2 separate regions of the Capsicum annuum genome follow, and region 1 is linked to region 2. Evidence: chromatin contacts called from public Hi-C data. All regions are on one chromosome and are shown on one strand. The core of a region is the stretch at or near the end of the contact, and the rest is flanking DNA. Distances in the headings are between cores, read along the strand shown. Region 1 has its middle 16 kb from the start of LOC107863055. Region 2 holds the start of LOC124896834 (auxin-responsive protein SAUR32-like).

Region 1 (4,853 bases), core at 1,224-3,723, 38 kb before region 2:
GGCGTTGTAGCAACTTGAGAAAATCTAGCATCTTCTTTCAACAAATTTTCAAACTTTGGCTAAGAAAAATTCTAGCACATGGCCCCTACATGATTCTTGAGAAATCTCTTGTTTAATTTAGTCTTCTCATTCACATCATGATTAATTATGAAATCCATTAAACACCATTTTGTAGTGGAGCATTAAGCAAAGAAAAACAATCATTAGTCTTGATTCATACACTAATCTCTCACTCTATATGGAAATCCCTTTTGTAAAAAGAAGGGTAGGTAAGTTTCTATGCAGTTTTCAAGAATATTGTTTTCAAAGAATTAATCCAAAATGAATCATGTTCTCAAAGCATGTTAACTTAAAAATATAGTACTGATTATCTTAGTAACAATAAATAATTCAGGATAGGATCACCCTCCTTAATCAAAGATCTCGGCATGCGGAAGAGAAACTATTAATGCAATAATGAAAATATGCTATGAATTAGACCTTCGCCTAATAAAGCATTAATTTTTACTTCATAAATTTCAACTTAAATTATGGCAGCTTAAGGAAAATAAAATAACTCAATCAAGGTATTGTTCTATTTCAATTTTTATGAGTGTTTAGAAAACAAACTTCTTGTAGGTAGCATCAAAGCAATCACCTATATCCATCCTCACATAGGTAAAATTTGGAGTGCTTCTCTAATTTGGAGTGCTTCTCTAATATTTCCAACATCCAACTCATATAAGCTACAAATTTTCGTTAAGAGTTCATAGAGATAAATATTCAAAATTTCCTGGCACAACTAATTTAGATTGGCATAGATTAGTTTGACATTTAGATTGGCGTAAATTAATTTGGCGTTGGTGTTGCGTAGGCTTTATTTAGAACCTGTTTGAATGGGCTTATGACTTATAACTTATAAGTCAAACATCATAAGTTAGAATTTCTAACTTATGCCTTTTAACTTATTTTTGTTATTTTGGCTTAAAAACAAGTGCTTAAATTTTTTTTTATTATTATTTTACCCAAACACTACATTAAGGAGAACTTGAATGTACTTCCTATGAGAGTCCAGTAGATACAACCTTCGCAAACTTTATAAATGCATTATTATAGTTTCGATTCGAGCTTCGGAATGAACCAAACATAATAGGAAGTGCTTTCATGTTCTCCTTAAGTAAGGCCTACGCAACGCCAACGCCAACGCCAAACTAATTTATGTCAGTGGCCGGTCTGAATTAGTTGTGTCGGTGAATCTCTGATAACTACACCAACGCCAAACTAATTTACTCTAACGATCGACCTAAATTAGTTGTGCCAGTGTGTCGGTGAATCTCGAATAACTACGCCGTCAACGCCAAACTAATTTACTCCATCGACCGACCTAAATTAGTTGTGCCAGTGAATCTAGTGTATCTACGCTAACGCCAAACTAATTTACGCCAACGGCCAACCTAAATTAGTTGTGCCAGTGAATCTCGAATATCAGTAGACTAATTATATGTCAAACAATAAAACAAGGAAACAATTGAGACAACACATCATCTACCACTGCAGTAGTATCTCCCATAGAAAGGAAGCCAAGAATTTTGTAAATAAATCAAAAGTAGCACCACAAAAATTTGAAAACTAAGTATGGGCCATATTTGAGAGATTTTTAGTGACAAAAGGGTCGACATTAAAGAAAGGGACAAAAATACATTTGCAATAAGGTGGTGCGGACCTATCTTCCCTTCCCTTCCCACCAATAAACCCTTTGTGGAGAAGCATCTTTCTTCAATCACTCAATACTCTCAAACGACAACAACAACATATTCAGTGTAATTCTTGTATTAGTTTTGATAATTCTACTCACCGTCTATCCTAATTTCCTAACGAGAAGAGAATTGCAAAAAGAAGGGGAGACATTGAGATAAACTCCAAGAGGAAAATTTTACACCAAACAAATGGTAATCACCTTGTACGCAAAAATGGAAATCAAGATTTGCACTCTTTAATTATTCTGCTTTAACTTTCAAGAATCATCGAAAAAAAGGGAGTTTATTGAGTAAAATGCCAAATTAATTAACACAATTTATTTTTTCAAGCCATACACTCATCTAGATTCTTATATAAAAGGACATTTATTAAAATTAACTAAAACAGAAGTAGATTTAATAGAAATTCAGAACGTAAAACGCAAAAAAATAAAAATAAAAATCTGTATCATGAAATATTATTCCAACTTGTTCATCTTCTTTCACCACACTTTTGGGTACATGAACATCTCGGAACAGAGCATGTAACGACAAAAAAAATAAAAAAAAATTTACATCGTTCGAAGCACCTACCATATAGAACTAACCAACAAAAAAACAAAAGTAACCCGAGGGCCGGGCCGGGCCGGGCCGGGCTAAAGAAAAGTGTTCAGGCCTTGAAGCACCATGAATGGTGATGATGATGATGTGGATTTTCCTTAGCAATCAATCCCTGAACATGACGAAATTGTTCTACATGACAAGGGATATTAATCGGTCCTTTATGATGGAATCCAAATTCTCTCTCAGCTTCTTTAAGTAGCTGCAAGAACAAAGGATGATTAATATAATTCACAGGAATAACAAACCTTTGTTGTTCTTCACCTTGTCCTACTATAACTGCTAGACACCCTTTTGGTATATTCTTCAATTCCTTCTTCCCATGATTACTATGATGATGGAAGTTAATGTACGGTACGTGAAAATGGAAATTCAGATGATGATGTTTTTCTCCAGTACCCATAGATGATTTTATCACGAAAATCGTAGAAAAAGATCTGTTAATTTGTGTGGGGGTTAGAAGAAGGAGAAAGGCCAAGGATCAGAAGAAGAGATGGCCAATTTGAAGAGAGTAAAAGAAGAATCTGTTAAACATCTTGGAACGTTGCTCATGATCTCATCTATGTAATATATAATAATAGTGGCGTTGTTGAAATATTGTAACGCATAAATATATGTGTATAATCTTTCTATGTGAAAATAAAAGAGATTGTGTTGGTCAATAAATCTGCAGTGTTTGAGAGAGAGAGAGAGATAGAGAGGGGCGTTTGTTATTTATATAGTGTTTGGGGGTGGGGGGTGGTTTAGCTAGTAGTAATAAACACTTTTTTAGGTTTTATTATAATTCTACAGAAAGTTGGAGAATAATGAGTGTGTCATATTTTAGGTGGGTAGTAGTACTAAAAGACTTATCCAAGTAGGAACAAAATAAAAGGCCTTATCCAATTGGAAATCGTAATTACTGTTCCGTAAAATTTAGTGGTTTATGTTTGATTTAACATTCTAACTCAATCTTTAAGAAGGAATTAATAAAGGGGATAAATTAATAATATGATTCTATTTATTTTTGAAGTGTAAATTCATAATATGACCTTATTTAATTTTGGTTAAATTTACTTTAATTAAAATTGAAAAAAAATAATTCTTTTAAACATGTCGACTATTTTGAGACAAGGCTTTTTTAGTAAATATGTTAGTAAATGAAAAAGATAATTTTATTAATTATAAATCATCTAATATTGACAAATGAACGTAAATAAAATAGATGTAAATTACTATGGATAAATACAACAACAACATACCGAGTGTATTCCCATTAAGTAGGGTTTGAGGAGGCAAAAATCCATCCAAGGTCTGAGAAAGGTAAAATATACGCAGTGCATCCCACTACCTCAGATAGATGAAGTAGAGTTTATTGGGTTAGTAAAATTCTGGTCATTAATTTCAACATATAATCCAATATTTCCCAAATTTTATCGTTATGAAATAGAAAAGTTATTTTCAATACCCCTTGCTAAGAGTTTGGTTCTTCAATTACTTAAAATGCATGTCGTTGATGCTTTTATTAACACGACTCATTACTTAATTAGTGATATGGCATGTTGACTTATAAAAAACAACAAAATATAATATATTTTCTATGTGACGAAATAAGAATGTACATTGTAAATTAATTAAAATAATTGATATAGTGAATCACACATTGTAGAGATCAAAGCAAAAATTTACTAATGGAAGAATAAAAAATAATATTTTTTTTTCTCACTCATAATCCTAGACAATGAAGGGGATGTAACATTCGTAGTTTAGGTGGGGAAAACTTAAAAGACACTATTTAAGTGGAAATTGTAATTAAATTAGTTAAACTTTATTATAATATCTTTTCCTATCGAATTTGATAAATTTTTTGTTTTACTTAATTTGAGGATTTATCAAAATCAGTGTCTATTTTGAAAAAAAAGGTCAAGAACACGTACACTTTATCCTTTAACTACATTAATAAACTTATACTAATACATACACAGTATTATAAAATTCGTCATATTTTAGGTGGATAATAGACTAATCCAAGCCAGAAAAATACAAAAGGAAAGTCTTATCCAATTGGAAATCTTAATTTATCCTTTAATTAAAGAGATTAAACAAGACGTTTCAGATTTAGGAAAGGATAAATACGTAAAAGGGAAGCTGCTATTTGCAGCTCAAAAATTGCTATCACCACTTTGGAGTATGATCGTTCAAAAGAAGACTCTTTAGGTAGAAAAGAAAAAAAAAACAGATGTGAAAAAATAATAAATAAGGGAAAAAGGGTCAAATATACCCCTAAACTTTGTGAAAATATTCAGATATATCTTCCGTTAAAAGTTTAGCTCACTAATGCTCTTACCGTCCAAGTTTTGATCCATATATACCATTGTTGTCAAGTTTTGAATCATATATATCCCTATTGTCAAATATGGGTCATATACACCTCCGTCGCCGTTAATTGCTATGCTGGAATTTTCCAATCCCCTTTCTCTTTTTTTGTTGTTGAGAAATTATATTTGTCACATAATTTTTTTATTGTTATATCACATA
Region 2 (4,767 bases), core at 6-2,505:
GATTTTTCAATATAAATGAAAGCTGATTTTTGAGCCAAGTGGCAACTAATCTCCAAAGGATTTAAATAATATATGTACTAGTATAGTAAAAGTTTCACCGATTAAAATATGCTTAGTATTTGTATCAGATCACCAATTATTGTTCATTATAATAAAGTTTACAATGCACTTCTTGTGTGGTTCTTCCCCACAATCTAACTGATGGAGCTGCACCTTTTTATTTTAACGTTTACATGCAACTACTTCAAAAGCAACTTGACCGAATAATATCTCCTTCGAGTGCATATAGAAACTAGAGTACTTTTCCATTATACAAACGCCAAGTTTTCCGCCCTCAATTTGATCGTGTAGTTAGCGCAAACAAATCTAGAAAGGTACAACGACTGTGTGAATAGTTTTAAATATTAGAAGATTTTTATAGTCATCATTTCATTATAGGGGTTGAATGACCATCTTCGTTGTCCCTTTAATTCAAAGCTCCTTCCTTTGTATGTACACATAGAGGAGGATTTAGTGCCTTCATCCCACTTTTCGGATTTATGCCATTTTATGTTTTGCAATGTTTGTGCTTGTAATAATCCCCCGGACACCTCCTTGTAGTAATATATCATGTGTATAAAAAAACAATAATGGAGTAACCATCTGAAAATTAAAGATCAGACATACAAGTACCAAGTGACAGCTATATTATATTATAATTGCATATACATCAATTTTTATAATCATTCCCGTTTACACTGAACATCGTTATAATTTTCGTCATCATCATTCATAATATTATACTATCTTACATATACAACTAAGTACAAAAAAGTCAAATGGAAACACAACTGCTCATGGCAATAGAAAATCAGGCTTTGAAGCACCACAAATGGTGGTGGTGTTGATGATGGGAGGCGTTATCCTTGTCAATCATACCTTCAACGTAACGAAACTCCTCGACATGACAAGGTATATTAATAGGACCACTGTGATGAAATCCATACACTTCTTCTGCTTCTTTCAACAATTGTGTGAACAATGGATGATTAATGTGCATCACAGGTATCACAAATTTCTGTTGCTCCTCCTCTTCTTGACCTACCAACACCGTAACGCACCCTCTAGGAATATCCCTCGATTCCTTCGAATTCTCAACGTTCCCATGACCATGATGAAGGTGAAATGGAAAATTCAATTGAGGAGCATGGAAATTAAGATTATGGTGATGGTGATGGTGATGGTGATGGTGATGACGTTTATTTCGGCTCCCCATCGACCATATAGGTCAGGGTTGTGGAAACTGAGGCAGAAAAAATTGATTAGAGAGAGAAAGGCCAAGGATCAGAAGAAGAGATAGCTAGATTGAAGAGGGTGAGGGAAGAATCAGTTAGAGATTTTGGTATGTTGCTCATACTAACACATATATTTATGTATCTTATTATATTTGAGAGAAAGTTATAGATTGATTGAATCTGACATATGAGAGAGTAATGTAAATGGGGGGTATTTATATTAATGTAAGCATAAGGAAGAGGAATGTGTCAAACGTGGATCGACGCTTTAATTAATTAATTAGAGAAGGTGTGTTCCAGACGCGGAACAACTGAGGTAAATTCCCACTAATTGCCGCCTCTAAGTAAAGAGGTTACAACTCCAAAACGACATTAAAAAATTATTAGCCACAAATATATGTCATGTATATCTCCGAAATAGAGAGCGTTTATAATATACTATATAATATTTTGTTCATTTAAAATTATTTATTACTTATTTTTTATTAATAAAAACAATATAATAAAATATTTATATTAATAATTATTTTGTTAATGAGGGTGTCAAATCTAAATGTGACAAATAAAAATAAACGAAGAAAGTACATAATAGGAGTTTGGATTTTATATGTTCGGCTGAAGTTATATCGATTAGTTCGTTTTTTATTAATGGATAAACTGCAACAAAACAAATTAAGAAAGTGTTTGAATTGACTTATTTTTAAAATATTTTAAATTTTTAAAGATATTTAATAAAGATTAAAAAAAAACTCTTAAGGAGTTTACTATAGACTTAAAAAATACTCAAAAAAAAGTCAAAAATCAAAAGTAAAATTAGATTGTTACCTACTTTTAACTTTTAGCTTTTAAATCGTTTAAAAGAATTTCATCAAAACACCCCTAATATAGTTTCAAGTGAACAATTACAAAACAAATTAATACATGAATACATAAAAAATTGATATTGAATTATTGCTACATTTGACAACTAACCGAATTATTACTAAATTAATGATCAGATTTAAAGTATCATTATTTCTGAAATTTCTTCAATTTTTTTTTTAACGGCACACGCCAGCAGATAAGGATGAGGACTCGTTTTGCAATTTGACATGGCAATTGGGGTCAAACTATATTATTCAGCAAAAGCATGGGTCAAAAATGGCATATTCAGCTCATATCACGGTAACGGCTGGCCTTTGAACGGGCTTAAGTGTTTATTTATGAAAAAGGTTGGGTTTGAATTGAATATCTAAGCTTCTATATCCGTATTATTTTGCATGTGTATATTTGACCTTCGGTGAAATTATCGCTTGTAACTTCTTTGTCGTAAAAGTATCAATTAGGAATTAAAATAAATATGATGTTAAGTCACACGTAAAAAATACGAAAAAAATATCATTAAGATTGGAAAGAAATGGATGTGGGAACCTTTGGAAGACCAATTTTTTAAAATATATGATTTGTCTTCATTTGGCTATAATTTTACATATACTGGTGTGATTCTTTCAAACTAAAAACCAATAACTTTAGAAATTGTTAAATGCCCATAAGTTTATTATTATTTTGATTTTTTCGGCATAGTGGTTGTTCCGACCTTTAGGTCAATCTACTACTTATTAAGTACGTTTTTTCTTTCTTGTTCCTATTATCCAAGCTTAATAGATCAGGAATTGAATTATTTCCGAATGTAATGCTATTCAAGTAACATAAAAATATTTGTAATTTTTTTTTAATGAAATTTAAATTTTATGCACTGTTATTTTATAAAATATTTGATACTATCAGTAAAATTGATCTACTATTATAAGTTACACAAAAAAAAATTTATGTAAAAAATTAATTAACTTGCAATAGCTAATTAAATTTACATAACATATTAGAATAATTTATACATGCACAAAACTTAAAACTCTTTCTACATAGAAGGTCTACCTTACTTTTCGGATTAGTAATATTTTCTTGACAAAAATCTAGACGATTTTCAACTCTCATTTCTTTCACGGAAACCAAAAAGACACAAGCGATATATAAGATGGAAAGCTCGTCATTCATGTAAATTGTAGTTGGTTTATAAAGTAGAGTTTCATATCACATGATTTAGTTTTTTTAATTCAAAGAAGTTAAAAGAAGGTATAGATACATGTAATTTTGATAAACGTCAACGATAAATTATGTAGTTCATCTAACTTATAATTCAAAGATTAATTAAGGAGGACTTTAATTTCCCAAAAAGAATATGAATTTAATTGAGCTGAAATTATGTTACTTGAGACGTCCATTTACTGAGCCTAATATTGATCTATATAGTCAAGAATGGAACTTTACCGACGGTACAGACGATACAAAAAAACATTCGGCCATTACTTTAAACTTCAAAAATGTTCTCCCTTGTTACAATTTCTTTAATTAGCTGCCTCTGGAACAACCTCTTGTGAGCAATAACTTCGTCCTCATGAATAATAATATCAGAACCATAATTTTCATTAATAAGATTCAATATATAAAAAAGTAAAGTTAATAAAATCATTGTGATTAACAAGTTAAGATTGCATCGAATATATGAAGAAGTAAAGTAAATAAATGAAAAAAATCATTGTGATTCAACATTTATTGTATAAACATAAAAAATAATTGTATAATTTTTGAGAGACTCTGCCCCTAGCTTTATCCTAAAAGTATGAGTCTGTACAGTTTAATCTTCATTCAATTTTCATCATCATCAGGGGTACATATAATCAACAAAGTGAAAGAGAAAAAAGGGCTAGCTAAAGACGGAAATTTAGATAACCTTTTAATACACGAGAAATAGCCCAAGCAACTATATAATTGCGTAATTACCAAGTATGCAAATTTCTGGTATATACTAAAAGGAAAACCGGTCCCTTTTTTTTAAAAAAAAATTCCACCGTCTTGTATCAGCCTGAAGTCAGTTAGGCCTTGAAGCACCACAAGTGGTGATTATTATCATGTTGTATGATACCCTCGACATGGCGAAACTCCTCGACATGACAAGGAACATTGATAGGACCATCGTGATGGAATTCGACTTCATCCTCCGCACCTTTGAGCAACTGTACGAATAGGGGATGGTTGATATGCATAACTGGTATCACAAACCTCTGTTGCTCCTCTCCTTGACCAACCATCACCGCCACGCACCCTTTTGGTATGTCCCTCAATTCCTCAATACTATTCTCATGCCCATGATGATGATGAAAACTTGGAAGATGCAATTGAACATGAAATTTCAAGTGATGATGATGGTGGTGGTGTTTGTCTCCACTCCCCATTTTATTCGAAAATTAAAAATAGGATTCGCTCCAAGTATATGAGTTTGTTGGTTGTTTTTCTTTGTGTTGACGAAGTTACATTTGAGATGAGAGAGGTGTTTAATGGGGGAGATTGGGTATTTATGCAAGCAAAGGTGGGAGGCTGGGAGGAATATGTCAACTGCATGTGTACAAACAGAATGCTTAATAGAGAAGAATAAAGGCGTGTGGAAAAACTCAAG

What was found. A called contact is a pair of places that touch in the nucleus more often than the background predicts.
Region 1: a Hi-C map of leaf shows a contact between it and region 2, with 2.1 times the contacts expected there. The contact joins the enhancer-like site here to the promoter of LOC124896834 in region 2. A contact is called at or near these places in 4 of 5 Hi-C or Micro-C datasets (bud, leaf and placenta).

The regions. Positions count from the first base shown.
Region 1 is chr3:232,207,076-232,211,928 of UCD10Xv1.1, reverse strand. No RefSeq gene overlaps it. Among protein-coding and RNA genes, the nearest start is that of LOC107863055, 16 kb to the left of the region's middle. Within about 2 kb of position 2,473, at least 5 of the 5 cell types and tissues checked have an H3K27ac peak or open chromatin away from gene starts, as enhancers often do. A contact at or near this core is called in bud and leaf, where this site is marked.
Region 2 is chr3:232,167,859-232,172,625 of UCD10Xv1.1, reverse strand. LOC124896834 (auxin-responsive protein SAUR32-like) reads right to left here and starts at 1,255. Exons shown (of 1, transcript XM_047408675.1): 1 at 851-1,255. The coding sequence starts at 1,255. The coding sequence ends at 851. LOC124896833 (auxin-responsive protein SAUR32-like) reads right to left here and starts at 4,546. Exons shown (of 1, transcript XM_047408674.1): 1 at 4,187-4,546. The coding sequence starts at 4,546. The coding sequence ends at 4,187.